Linked DNA regions of Sus scrofa: region 1 is linked to region 2. Evidence: chromatin contacts called from public HiChIP or PLAC-seq data. All regions are on one chromosome and are shown on one strand. Each heading gives the region's core, a stretch centred on a gene start, on an enhancer-like site or on the middle of the called end of the contact. The rest is flanking DNA. Distances are from core to core; before and after follow the strand shown.

What was found. HiChIP or PLAC-seq counts read pairs in DNA pulled down with a chosen protein or histone mark.
Region 1: a contact with region 2 is called in an H3K27ac HiChIP or PLAC-seq map of alveolar macrophages. The contact joins the promoter of IGF2R here to the enhancer-like site in region 2. A contact is called at or near these places in 3 of 5 promoter capture datasets (fetal skeletal muscle and liver), 13 of 47 Hi-C or Micro-C datasets (adipose tissue, alveolar macrophages, blood and 8 more) and 2 of 2 datasets of contacts at active chromatin or transcription factors (alveolar macrophages and skeletal muscle).

Annotation. Positions count from the first base shown.
Region 1 is chr1:7,466,696-7,473,998 of Sscrofa11.1, reverse strand. IGF2R (insulin like growth factor 2 receptor) reads left to right here and starts at 1,519. Exons shown (of 48, transcript NM_001244473.1): 1 at 1,519-1,755. The coding sequence starts at 1,607.
Region 2 is chr1:7,407,414-7,413,885 of Sscrofa11.1, reverse strand. It overlaps IGF2R (insulin like growth factor 2 receptor), which reads left to right. Exons shown (of 48, transcript NM_001244473.1): 17 at 85-200; 18 at 630-798; 19 at 2,199-2,378; 20 at 4,616-4,717; 21 at 5,695-5,796. Among named protein-coding and RNA genes, the nearest start is that of SLC22A1, 45 kb to the right of the region's middle. Within about 2 kb of position 1,470, at least 10 of the 83 cell types and tissues checked have an H3K27ac peak or open chromatin away from gene starts, as enhancers often do. A contact at or near this core is called in alveolar macrophages and skeletal muscle, where this site is marked.

The DNA of each region.
Region 1 (7,303 bases), core at 270-2,769, 60 kb before region 2:
GAACACTTTCAGGATGCCACTCCAACAACGTTCCTTTTTTGGGCCATATTCCTCTTTGGCAATATAGCATGTGGCTAAGCCACAGGCTCAGGGACCGTCTAGTTTAGGCTTAAACCCTGGCTTCTCCACTTAACTAGCCCCTGTGATTTGCACGTGTTTTAATCTATGCCTCAGTTTCCTTATCTCTAAAATAGGTGCTATAAAGATACTCCTGTAATCTTATAGGATTGTGTTAGGATTAAATAAGATAAATCACCAGAATGGTATTTGGCACAGAATTACCTGCTCAGTAAATGTTAGCTATCATTGTATGTGTTTGAATTCCTGCTTTGTGGCATCTCAATGGCTTTGGTTAAGTTACTTCTCATCTCAGTGCCTCCCCAGTCCTCATTTATAGGAAAGCGTCTGGTTTACGCTGGGTAAGTGCTAGCACAGTGTCTAGTATAGAGTAAGCAGCAAACAAAGGTGAGCTGTTACCATCGCGATTATTCTGTATAAGGTTTTTGTTTTTGTTTTTGTTCTTTTTAGGGCCATACCCATGGCATAGGGAAGTCTCCAGGCTAGGGGTTGAATAGGAGATACAGCTGCCAGCCACGCCACAGCCACAGCAACCTGCGATCCCAGATCCACTGAGCAAGGCCAGGGATGGAACCCGCATCCTCATGGATATTAGTCGGATTCGTTTCTACTGTGCCACAACAGGGACTCCAAGGTAAACTTTTTGAGTTCACGTCTTTTCAGATTTGCGTTTTTACTTCAACTGTGTCTAGCTAAGACTCATTCACATAGCATGAGTCTAACAAAACAGCTGAGTAGAGAAATTAATAAAGTTGTATCGAGGGGTACTTGCTTGATAGTTAGACCTTTGCCTTCTTCACATTTCAAGTTCCTATTTTCGTGCAGCCTTCCTTATCGGAAAAGCCCACGCTTGGGAATTAACACCCGCCACAGAAGGCTGAGAGGCTCTGCTGGGCAGTGGTTGGAAAGCCCCGCGCAGGGCTCCGCGCTTTGGCTGCGCAGGGCAAGAAAAGTGGGCTCCCATTCGTCAGGGATCCTGAGCAGCGCGGCTTTGCGGTGTCATTTACGGCACTTAACTCTGAGCCCTATTTTCCCCTCCCTGTCTGTCAAGGGTGAGCAGCAGTGACTCCAAGTTGGAAAGCACCCGCACCGCGACCCAGAGTGCGCGCTGGAGAAACTGAAGCTGGGGCCGGGTCCCGGCGGGGCGGCGGCGGGGACGCAGGCCTCGGCCCCGCACCTGCGCCCGCGCCCCTGCCCGGCTGCTTCCTGCCCAGCGCGCGCCGCGCTCACGTGACCGGGCCTGGGCGGAGCCGGCGGGCGGGGATCACCTGAACAAGGGAGTCATGTGAGCGGGGCGGGGGAGGGGGCGGTGCCGGGCGGCGGTCACGTGACCGGCTCGGGGGCCGCCGCCGCCGCCGCCGCCGCCGAGCCCAGACGAGCCGCGCGCCCCTCGGGCTCCCGCCCCGCTCCCGCTCTTCTTGTGTTCCTCTTCGTCTCCGCCCTGGCGGCTCAACCACGTCTCCGGCGAGGCCCCGGGCAGCCGCGCGCCGCTCGCCCTGCGCCCGCCTTGCAGCCCGGGCCCGGCGCGATGGGGGCCGCTGCCGGCCGGAGCGCCCACCTGGGGCCCGCGCCAGCCGGCTACCGGCTGCGCTCCCTGCTCCTGGTGCAGCTGCTGCTACTGGTCTGGGCCCCGAGGGCCACCGGGACCCAGGGCACCGAGTTCCCCGAGCTGTGCAGGTGGGTGGCCCTCCAGGGCTCAGGCTTCGCTCGCGGTGCCCTGGCACGCGGCGGGCGGGGTTGGGGGCCGGGGCGCTCGGGGAGGGACTGGGGTCCTGGAGTCGCTTCTGGCCCGGACTTGAGTCCTCTGGTCCCCGAGGGAAAGTTGCCCGCACGGCGGGGCAGGATAAGAGACCGGGGGTCGTGCGCGCGGGCGGGGGGGCGCGGGGGAAGGGGCGTTCCGCCTCTGATCGGGGTCCGTCGCCAGGCCACTTGTGGCTGTCACTAAGTCAGGAGTGGCTTTGTGTAGGAACAGCCGGCTGCCGCGACCCGCCCGGGTGACACACTGCGGGCACCCTCACGCCCCTCGGTGCGCCTGCGAAAGTTGGGAGGACGCAGGAACTACAGCTGCGCTTTGTTCCCGCTCCACGTTTTCCTCCAAGTTCCAGCAGCGGGGCTTTGGAGGGGCCCTTTAGTGCGGATTGACTCACCCGCATGATGGCCATGGAGTTGAGGGATTTTGGTTTCACTTACTGACTTATTTCCTCCGTGTGGGTTTTCTATTTTCTCTTTAAAGTAGCTTTTTTTGGAGAAGGGGACTTTTAAAAAAATTTTTGTTTTGTTTTTGATCAGAGAATGGGAGGGCGATCGTCCAGTATTGGCTTTCAAGGCTTCACCCTTCACTTCTCCGAGCCTAACTTCCTGTCTAGTTGCTCACATGATGTCATTGTCTCCGGGTGGATTATTCTAGTGGAGCCTTTTGCTCTGGGAACCATGATTGTATAATCGCTCGTCCCAATGAGGACTCTTAGTGTCCTGCCATGGCTGGGAGTCCTGGGGCTGGGGAAGGGCCAATTCCGAGAATTTTCGAACCAACCTTCTCTGGACTATTGAGGAGGGTGGAAAATCCAGGTTTTATTTATTTTTTAAACTTTGGTTCAAAAAAAAAAAAAAAAACCAGGGTGAAAAGTTCTGAAAGACTAGTTAACAAACAGTCAACAGTTACCCCTGGCACTGGTCAGTTTTTTGGCCGAATGACGTCAAGTTTAGCCCGCTAGGAGCTGAATTTTGAGTTTGTGGTGGGATTTGGGGGGTCTAATTCTTCATTTCTATCAGAGATGGGTTTATTAGCACACTTGAGTTCAGACCATGGAGAACTTAGTACCCTGAGGAGAGTGAGACCCAGCTCAGAATGGAAACTAAAGGCCCCTGTTTGGGGGGGAGGGGGAGGGGGAGGGAGCAGTTCTGCCCATCAGTTTATAGGGCAGTTAGCTGCCCTGTGATGCAGAGGTACTCACCGCAGCCCCCAGTTACACAGAGAAAAGGGCAGCACCTGACATGAGGTCAGGCTGCCACATTTAAAGGAGGAAGTTTTGGAATAATGGCAGCTGTGACCAAACGCATCCTTAAGAAATTAGTTCAGTGAGGCTAGTTCGAAGTCTGGGTGGTGGTAGCAAATTGGAATTGCTTTCTTAATAGTTAGGCTACAGTTGGTCTCCAGAGCAGACCTTTACTCTGTGGCTGCTGCAGGGGCCTGCCATTGGGGGGGGGGGGTCTGTGTGTGTGTGTGTGTGTCTTGGCCCCAGTGTGTAGGGGCTTTGGTGTGGGATTTCAGTTCCCAGACCAGGAATTGAACCCAGCCTGCCGAAAGCGCCCAGTCCTAACCGCTAGGGAACTCCCAGGGACCCTCACTTTTGCATTAGGGTGGTCGTGCTGGCACCTGGTCTCTTTTTCTTTCTTTCTTTTTTTTTTTTTTTTTTTTTTTTTTTTTTTTTTTTTGCTTTTTAGGGCCCCACCTGTGACATACGGAGGTTCTCAGGCTGGGGGTCGAATCAGAGTTACAGCTGTCGGCCTACACCACAGCCGCAGCAGCCACGCCAGATCTGAGCCGCGTCTGCGACCTACACCACAGCTCACGGCAACACCGGATCCTTAACCTGCTGATCGAAGTCAGGGATTGAACCCACAACCTCATGGTTCCTAGTCGGATTTGTTTCCGCTGCACCACATCTCGAACTCCTGGCACCTGGTTTCTGACCTCATCTCCGGGTGGAACACTGCCTCTTGGCCCAGTAAGAAATGGCCATTGTATCTTTAAATTCATCTTTTCATGGTCACGTGCAGGCACGACTGAGCACATGCCAGTGTTCCGAGGGGGCTGTGCCTTTGGCTGGGCTTGGGCACATCTCTCTCCCGTTCCTGCTCTGTGCCTTCGCCCCAAGACATCTCCTGAACCCACATTTAAGAATCTCTCCTTTGAACCCTGCAAGGCGACGTTCTGTTTGTTCCCATTTCAAATGGATACCTTGGCTTAAACACTGAAGACTTCACTTTGGTTAAAAACATGTACTTGAATGAGGTCACACTGGCTAAAGTTCCTCGGCTCTAGCACGTATTTGAACGGGACCGTGAACCGTACATCTTTGTGAATCCAGTGTGAAAAATTTGGCCAAGGAGCACCAAAGCAGGATGTGTTCAGTTGCCTGTTATTCCACCGCGGGGCGCGTCTGTCTGTCAGGAGTGCCCCAGGTCTCACAGTGAGTGTGAGAAGTAGACTTCTGCTGTTACTGTTTGTTTGTGCAGCTTGTGGACGGAGGCGGTGGCGGCGGTCCCCATAGACACAGGGTCACTGCCAAGTGCTTGTCAATTGGTTGCTTGTAGCGAGGAACACATTTTTCCATTGAAGACTCTCCTTTTCGAGGTGCTTTGGTGCCCGGGGCAGTTTGTAGGTGCCCCCCCTCCACCTCCAGCTGCCCGTTTGGGATGCCCACACCGCATCCAGCTTCTGGTGGTACCTCCTCATGGTCGCTGAGTTCTGGGAAAGCGGCCTCTCCTCCCAAGCCCAGCTCCCCGCAGCCCAAGAGGGTGCTTTGCACCTGTGTCCCTTAGGGCCCCCCAGAGGGAAGTGGGGCCTGCTGCAGGTGCCTGAGTGGACTTGCGTGGCTCTGATGCTCCTGGGGTCAGGGTAGGGGGCAGGGTGCTCCCCCAGGGCAGTTCGTTTTTTGGAAAGGGTGGAGGGAACAGTGGAGTAGCCGTCCCAGCAGCCGCCTGAGGGAGAGAGTGGGGTGACCTGACAAAGGCCACCTTCCCAGGGCGTGGGCGGCTCTTCAGGCTCTTAAGTAAGTCCTGGTTCTCGGGCAGGCCTCGGGCGTGTGTCCTTGAGGCGTCCCGCGGGCCGGTGCGCCCTGTGCTCTGGGAGAAGTTGGTCATTCCCGATCCCTCAGCTGTTGCTGGGGCGGTGGTGTGTCATCACAGACACTTGAGTTTGGAGGTCAGTGAGGCGGGCATGCTCAGAGGCCTGGGGCCTGGAGGAGGCTGTGCTGGCTGGGGTTCAAAGGTCAGCAGGGACCCACTGCTGCAGGCGGTGAGGGGGCAGAGGCCGGGCCACGCCAAGTCACTGCAAGTGATCAGAAGGCCCTCTGCTCGGCCAAGTAGTGCATGGATTATACTTGGTAAATGTAGTAGGTTTCCACCCTTTATTTAGGTGTCAGCAGCACCCTCGGTGAGTATTGCTCACTCAACAGTTTGTACCAGTTATAACACAGCACAGGGGCTGGATGGCTTGAGGTGGTTGAGTCACATTTATTCAGAACAAGTTTCCCTCTAATTGTTTGGGTACAAATGCTGGCAAATTTTTATTATATTGAGGACAAGAGCCTAATGAAGGCAGCTGGAAGTTGAGGTTGGTTTAGTTGCTGGCTTGAAGGGGATGTTTTTTTTCCCCCTGTGATTCTCCCCCGGAAGGAATGGTGCTTGGATGCCTAATTTGGGCCACATGTTGAGCCTGGACCACATCCATTTGTGTGTATACATTTATTGCAACCGTGAGTGTGGGTAGCCCAAGCTTGGTTCATTTGGGATCCATTAGACCACGGGCTTTATTTTTTATTTTATTTTTTTATTTTTGCTTTTTAGGGCTGCACCCTCAGCATATGGAAGTTCCCAGGTTGGGTTGAATGGGAGCCGTGGCTGCCGGCCTACACCACAGCCACAGCAAGGCCAGATCCTTAACCCACTGAGTGAGGTCAGGGGTCGAACCGGAGTCTTCATGGATACTAGTCGGGTTCGTTAGCCACTGAGCCATGACGGGAACTCCTAGACCACAGGCTTTCATTCTTAGAACAGCGTCCTGACACATCCCCAGGAAATGAGTTCCTGATTGGGCTTCTCGACTTTTATCAGTGTTTCACAGAGAGGGGTTTAAAAGGCGGGGCTGAGTAAAAGAGTTTAGATGGCTCATCTTTATTTCGATCTTGGCGTATGAAACGCCATTGTACTGGGTGAGAGAACTCACTAAAGTCGCAGCACTGGGGCTAGTGATTCTATAAAAAAAAAAAATCCTTTGCCTCTCATTTCTTAACACACTTTTTTGGGGGTCGTCTTACTGTGTCGTAAGGACTCTTGTAGATTCCGGGTCCTTTCTCAGGTGTGTGGAATGTGTATTTCCCCTCCTTTCTTTGGCCTGCTTTTTTATTTTCTTAATATATCCTTTGAAGAACAGATATTTCTTAGTTTTGATGAATTTTAATTTAACTTTTTTTTTTTTTTTTTAATGGTTCGTGCTTTTGGTAGCCCAGGAAATCTTGGCCTGTCCCCGAGTTTCTCACATTTGACATTTGGCCTGGCTGAGTCTTTGCTGGGGGCCGTTCTTTGCACTGTGGAATGTTAGTAGCACCCCTGGTCTCTACCCCTCAGATGCCAGGAGCACCCCCTCCCCATTCAGACATTTGAAATGACCCCTGGGGAGTTCCTGTCATGGCAGAGCATAAACTAGGAACTAGGAATCTGACTAGGAACCGTGAGGTTGTTGGTTCGATCCCTGGCTTTGCTCGGTGGGTTTAAGGATCCGGCCATTGCCATGAGCTGTGGTGTAGGTCGCAGACACGGCTCAGATCATGCATTGCTGTGGCTGTGGTGTAGGCTGGAAGCTACAGCTCCAATTAGACCCCTAGCCTGGTGTGGCCCTAGAAAGCAAAAAAAAAAAAAAAAGACCCCTAGGGGCAAAACTACCTCTAGTTGAGAATCACTGGTCTCCTCTCAGATCAAAAATATTCTGTTCTGTTTGTTTCTAGAAGTTTTATAGTTTGGACTTTATATAGGAGGCTTGCAACTGTGTTTTTAAGTGAGCTCGGGCTGTAATTTTCTTTGCTGTACTGTTTTTGGCTGAGTTTAGTATCAAGAATGTTTGCTTCGTGGAAGGAGCTAGTTAGCTTTTGGTATTTTATATGCTGTGGAACAGCTCTCGTATAGGACAGGCAATTTCCGCTTCCTTAAATTTTGGTAAAACTTACCAGTAAAACTCTCTGGGTTTCATGCCTTGGTGCAGGTAGAGTATGGTGGGAGAGGAGTTTTGATTCTGGGTTCAGTTTTATCTATGTTATTTATCTGTTCAGATTTTGGGTCTTCTCTTGAGCCAATTTCGGTAATCTGCTTTTCGAGGAAATTGTCGTTTTAGTTACATACTCGTATATAAACATGTAGCATGCTACTCTTATACTTTTGAAAATACTTTTTGGATCTGTAGGTAAATTTTAAAAAATTGCTGATGTTTATTTGCATTTTTTTTCTT
Region 2 (6,472 bases), core at 221-2,720:
ATTTGGAACAGCGGCCGTCTCTTTTGACCTTGTATTTCCCTTCTCTTCGCACCCCTCCCACGTCTGTCCTTGTCCGGCCATTAGGAAGAAGATAACTCTACCTACAACTTCCGGTGGTACACCAGCTACGCCTGCCCCGAGGAGCCGCTGGAGTGCGTGGTGACCGACCCGTCCACGCTGGAGCAGTACGACCTCTCCAGGTGAGGCGGGTCAGCCGGGCCCCGGTCCAGTTAGGGCTGAGGTCGACTGGGCCCTGCTGGTGAGCAGGTGACTGAGCTGATGACCAGGGTCAGCTCAGTTCTGGGTGCAGGACCAAGGTGGGATGTTTTAGACCAGAATGAACTCTAACGATGGCCCGGGAGTCCTGGCGAGGTCAAGCAGTCTTTGCCCAGCAAAGCAAGCCTGTCTTCAGCAGCATCATTTGAAAAGCCGCCCGGCGGTGCTGGGGCCTAGGGCAGTCCCAGCTCGGCGGTGGGCTGCCTTCCGTGGTGCCGTGAGTCCCACCAGGCCAGCTGCTATACGTTGAGGGGCGGGGTGTGTTTCTTTCTCTTTCTCTGGGTGCTTAGAAGTGAATCCTCGGGCAGAAACCTCTTAGCTTGCAAAGCTCACGTTTCGCTTGGACATTTCAGTCTTGCAAAATCTGAGGGCGGTCGTGGCGGGAACTGGTACGCCCTGGACAGCGCGGGCCCGCACAGCACGTGGAGGAAGTACTACATCAACGTGTGTCGGCCTCTGAACCCGGTGCCGGGCTGCGATCGGTACGCGTCCGCCTGCCAGATGAAGTATGAGAGCCACCAGGTGGGTCTGCCCCCCGCCCCATGTGACTTGGTGGTAGAGCTGGTTATTTCTGGGCTCCCAGGTCTGCGCAGGCCTGGCTGCTGACGGGAGGCCCTCTGAGGGGGAGGGGGCCTCAGTGGGATCATATCTGAGTCCCCTCCCCTCCATAGATGCGGTCATATTTGAGTCCTGGTTCAGATTTAAAATGTGAAAAAGCCTGGGTGTGGTGACCTCTGCTCACAGGACCCGGCGGAGGAGGTGTCTTTGAACAGCAGACATCTGTAAGGAAGAGCTAGTGCTTCCAAAAGCTTGGGCTTCTGAGTGATTAGGGGGACAGCTGCACGGCAGGATTGCTGTGCACACACTCGGTCCAGGCCTTCGCTCTGGCCAGGGTGCGAGCTGTGCACCGTCATTGGATGGAATGCAGGTGCCGCCAGAGCTCTGCTACGTGTGCTTGTGCTCCTCAGACACGGCACATCTTAAAATAAAGATGTATGTGTGCCGCTTTAAAAATAGAGCGGCAGGAATGCACTTTTCCTGGCGCCTGTTAGCCGGCAGCTGGAGGTCTTGTAAAGGAAGCTGGCGAGCGCCCTCTGGTGGTTAAGCGTGGAGGCGCTCGTGCACATTGGCGCGTGTGCTCTTTGTTGGAGCAACGGCCTCCAAGCCCGCTGGAGTCTGTGTTTGCCAGTTCGTCTATTCGCTGATGGTTATTTATAACCCTGGATGAGTCCTGGGGCGCTTTCACAGTCATTCACTTGTGCTCTAGTCTCAGCTCTGCCACCCAGATGGCCAGACGATGGAGGCGCGAGGGACGGGCCGGCAGTGTCAGAAGCTCCTGGCCAGAGGATGTGGTTTGAGTCCCGTCTCTGATGCCTGTCAGTCGCGTGGCCTCGGATAGGTCACTGCGCGTGTCTGAACCTTGTTTGCCCTTTTGTAAAGTGAAGAGAATAGACTCTACCAGGATTTTGAGGGTTTAAGGTCATAATTTATGGGAAATAAGTTGTCCCTTGGAATGGAGGGCAGGATAGGCTCCAGGGCCTGGCGGACACCATGTCCACAGCTGCTCGAGCCCGTCACCTGCAGTGTCCCCTTGGCACCCCCGCGCTTTATGTCCTCTCTGGACCACTCACAAAGCCTGAGACAGTGTCAGCGCCACGCCTCAGGCCCTGGAGGCAAATTCAAGTTTTGCTTTTTGGAACTTTTATGTCATTTCTTCCCCGAGCAGTTCGAGCTGAAGTTGGTTGCATCAGCAGAGGCAGAGCCCGTGGACGTGGAGGGCTGTGCCCCCCCCGCACGCAGGAAGGGTGGCTGCGCATTTGCTCATCTGTGGCGACAGCTGCGTGGACAATGCGCACCCACCGTGTCAGAAGGAAAGCGGTCTTCTCTTCATGGGGAAACCTCACAGACACCCGTGTTTGCAGGGTTCGTTTTCCGAAACCGTCTCCATCAGCAACTTGGGGGTCGCGAAGGCGGGCCCCGTGGTGGAGAACAGCGGCAGCCTTGTCCTGGAGTACGTGAACGGCTCCGCCTGCACCACCAGCGACGGGAGGCGGACCACCTACACCACCCGGATCCACCTCGTCTGCTCCAGGGGCAGCCTGGTAAGGAGGGCGCTCGCTGCTCGGCGCCCCGGACCTTGGTGGCTTCGTGTTCCTTTGAGTCTCTTCCCAGGGTGGGGGAGCTTGCTCTTCATCCTGCTTCAGGTCGGCATGTGGTATAAAAGCAGAGGCCAGGGGCCCGGCGGCGGTGGTGCTTTTGTGTCTGTTCTTTCTCAGGTTCAAGCCTGACCTCTTACTGCCGATTGGTGACACACCCAGTGTGTTGGTGTCCTGTAGACGCGAGTTTTTCTCTCTGGGTGACACAGACACCATCCTGCCCCTTCTTCGCTCTTGTGAGCTGGTGACCCAGGGTCCCTGCAGCACAGCGGGTCTTAGAGATGGTTTGGGCCAAACCTCAGAGTTCGCAGATGAGGAAACCAAGGCGCGTGCAGCTCGGCCGTGGGCGAAGAACAATGGGGGAGGCGCGTGTGACGTGCTGGCGAAGCAGGCGTGCAAGGCGAGGGCTGGGAAGTGGAAGGGGGTTGCGCGTGGGCCCTGGTTCCCTGCGCCAGGGCAGCCCAGAAGAGAGAGCCAGAAAGAACTGGTTTAAAAAGAACGTGGCTGAAGCTTTACAACCGAAGATCGACCCCTTGGCCGTCCTGCGGCGCACGCTGAGCGGCATGGGGCCTGTGGACCCGTGTCGAGCTCCCATTCCCAGTATCCACTTCCAGAACTTTGTTATTCTGCCCTGATTGCCTTCTTTACCTGAAGGTTGACATTTATCCCTGGGTCATGTGTGTTTTGAATAATCGCCAAACTCCTCGAGGCCCAGAGCGGGGATAATGGAGTTCATGTTTATTATCAGATTATTTCCGAGGTCTGTCCCACGCCCTCTCCCTCCGCTGACGTGGGCTGGCGGGGGTCGGGGCGCAGGGGCTGGTCACTTATATCCTAGTCAGTCGAAGACGCCAAGTTCTCTCTGCCCTTTGCCGGCACATGGGTTTTTCCCAAGCGATAAGGTCTTTGGAGCCCAAGAAGGTGGCGCTGCCAAGGAAGGAAGACGTGAGCTGGCTGAGCGGGGCCTGGGCTGTGTAGGCACGGGCCCCACCAGGGAGACGTGAGCACAGGCTGCGCTCAGCCCCGGCGGGGTGTCCCGGGACGGAGTCCTGGCCCCTTGGGCCCGTCTCTGCGTCCCCTGCCTGGGCCTTGCCCGCCCTCTGCCCCCTCTGGTGTTGCCTTGCTGTGGAGGCACTGGGCAGTTCCCGAAGTTCCCGCATTTACTCTGCTTTCCTGCGACATCCTCTGGATGGGGACCTGCAGTTTTCAGGGTGACTTCACGTCGTTGCCGTGTCTCTTGGGGTTGGCCCAGAGCCTGGCCCGTTTCGTGGGTTCAGGGAGCATGGAGTGAAGGGAGGTTTCCCCCACCCCCACCCCTAGCCCATCTGCAGTCCGGGAACTTGGCACAACCACATTGTGAGGCTGAAGCGATGGCATTTCCTGTTGGTGACGCTGTGGCCGAGAGGGTGGGAGGCTTCCAGATCGGAGGGCACTGGGTGGGTGAGCTGTGAGTGACAGTCATTTCCTGTGCCTGTGCTGTGCATCTGGGCAGGTGTCTCGGCTTCTCTGTTTCCTCATCTGCACACAGAATGCAGCCGAGAAGTGCTGACTGCTCCCTCTTGCTTGTCTGGAGACCCCAACACCCTCCCCGTGAACCGCCATTGCCCGTGGTGGAGGCGGTGCCTTCACGGAAGCTCATGTGGCACAAGCATGGGCATTTTTTTCTCGACACCCCAGTTATATTGACACCCCACTCTGAGAAGTGCACAGACTGGAAGTGACCACCAGCTGAGCGTCCACAGATCGAACACACCCGTGTAACTAGACCCACATCCAGGAGCCGAGTTAGGGGCAGCGCCCGTGGGCCGCCTGGCACCCCTTCCTGATCACTTCTCCACCTCTGTCCCCTCCCCCCCCCGCCCCCGTGTCAGCTCTGCCTCTTCGTATGTGGCTGAGGTCTCGGGCCCTGTGGCCTTTGCGCCGGGCCCGTGTGTTCTGCACGCCGGGTGGAGGACGGGTTTCTAAAGCATGGACCTGGACTCCCACTGCAGCTGTGCACGGCGGGCACGACCTCAGGCCGGTTTAACAGCATCGCAGCACGCAGCTCACTGGGGCTTAGGGTCGGATGCGGCACGCCGAGCCCTGGCTCAGTGGCCCTTCGCCGTCTAGCATCAGGCTGCTGTTCTTTCGGTGGGAACGGGTCCGTTTTCTCACACTGACTGTTATCCTGGGCTTCCCTCCAGAATACCCACCCCATATTTTCGCTCAGCTGGGAGTGTGTGGTCAGCTTCCTGTGGAACACGGAGGCCGCCTGTCCTGTCCGGGTGACCACGGACACAGACCAGGTGCGTGTGCCCCCGGGTGCCCCACGCAGGAGCCCCCGCCCGCAGCCGCCTCGCGCGTCTCCATCTCCCCCGCGTCCCTTGCCCCCACCCCACCGCCAGGTCCGGGATGAGCACCCGGACCTGGGCTGTCACTCCCCGAGGGCGTAGGATCCCGCCTCTGCTCCCACGCGCTCCTCCTTCAGCGTGGCCGTGGCTCCGGGGGCCCGTAAGACACCACTCAAGGCCTGCAATGCGCCAGTGCCCTGTCCTCGGGGCTGCAGCCGTCTGTCCTGCCGTGCTGGCGTCTCCGGAACAGAGTCCTGGGTTCCAGTCGGAAGCTCAGGGCTCCCCCGATCCCAGCCGCCCGCCCGCCCGCCACTGGGCTCAGCGCGCTCCTTGGCCTTGGCCGCGGCCCGAGCGCTGCCCTGGGGCGAGCCTCGCCTGAGCATCGTGGCGGGAGCTGCTCGGGGTGCCGGCTCCGCGCTCCCCAGGCACGGCCTGTTTGCCCAGCGCTGGCTCTTTTTCTATTCAATGATGGATGGGCTTCCCCTCACCCCAAGTCTCCTGTCAGGCGGCAGAGCCCGCTCGCCCAGAGGAGTGTCCTTGGCCGGGACCCTGTGCCCGCCGTGCTTTCCCAGGCTGTGGCCGCCGCTCCGTTTCCTGCATGTGGCAGACAGGACAGAAAAATGACACGGGCGCTGGGCATGGGGGAGGGGGGGAGCCTCGTTCTCCCTCCCAGCAGCGGGGAGGGAGCTGGTTGGGCGGGTCTCCTGGGCTCCCGCTCCCCGGGGGCTCAGCAGTGTCCCCGTCAGGTACGTGGAACAGCCGTGGAGCTCAGGTAAGGTGTCTGAGCTGGGCCCCCACTGGCTCTGAGCACAGGGCTGCTTCTCTGCCGGGGCTGAGAGCCCTGCAGTCACACGGGCAGGTGTGGGAGGCACTGTCCGTGCCACGTTGTCACAGCCTTGGTTAGAGAGTGTCTGCCCCTTTTGTTCCCGCAGGCCTGCTCCATCCGGGACCCCAACAGCGGCTACGTGTTTGATCTGAACCCACTCAACCGTTCCCAGGGATACGTGCTCACAGGCATCGGGAAGACCTTTGTGGTAAGGCGGGCGGGAGCGGCTCTGACGGGAGGAGAGGATGCGTCCGAGTCCCTTGCGGCTGGGCACGGGGGGGCGAGTGGCAGCTCTCAGCCAGGCGGAGACAGGGAAGCCCAGGTGTGAGGGGAAGTGAGATGAAACCGTCCTCCCTCCGGGAACGGTGCAGACGAGAGAGTCATTTTTCAGAAGGTGGGCCGTTCCTGGCGTGTGGCCGTGTGGCCAGAGCCGTGCCCTGGGCCAGCAGCCTGTCGGACGTTCCGTCTCCTGGGTGGGCTCAGCCGTCTGTTTCCACAAGGCCCCGGGCAGTTCAGGTGCCCGCTGGCCTCTAGTCCAGAGGAAGCGGTGACAGTCCCTCAGGAGGCGCCCTGGGGGGGCTCTGGAGTCTTCTGACAGCGGTGAGTCACGGAGGCCGCGCTGTCACCAAGCGAGCGCTGCTGGAGAGAGAGGAGAGAGGCCTCTTCGAAGCCCCTGCTCGGTTTAACGTCTTCGGGCAGCGGGAGGCCGGGGTGAGAAGGTCCCGTTCCAGGTGGCTGCGGCGGGGCCCCGCACACGCGGAGGGCAGCCTGCGTGCTCTGGGGCCAGGTGCGGGGCCAGCCCACCAGCCTGCCTCTCCCTCCTCCGCCCCTCAGCAAGAGCCACGCTAGGGTTTGGGTTATATGAGGCTCTACTGGCTGACAGC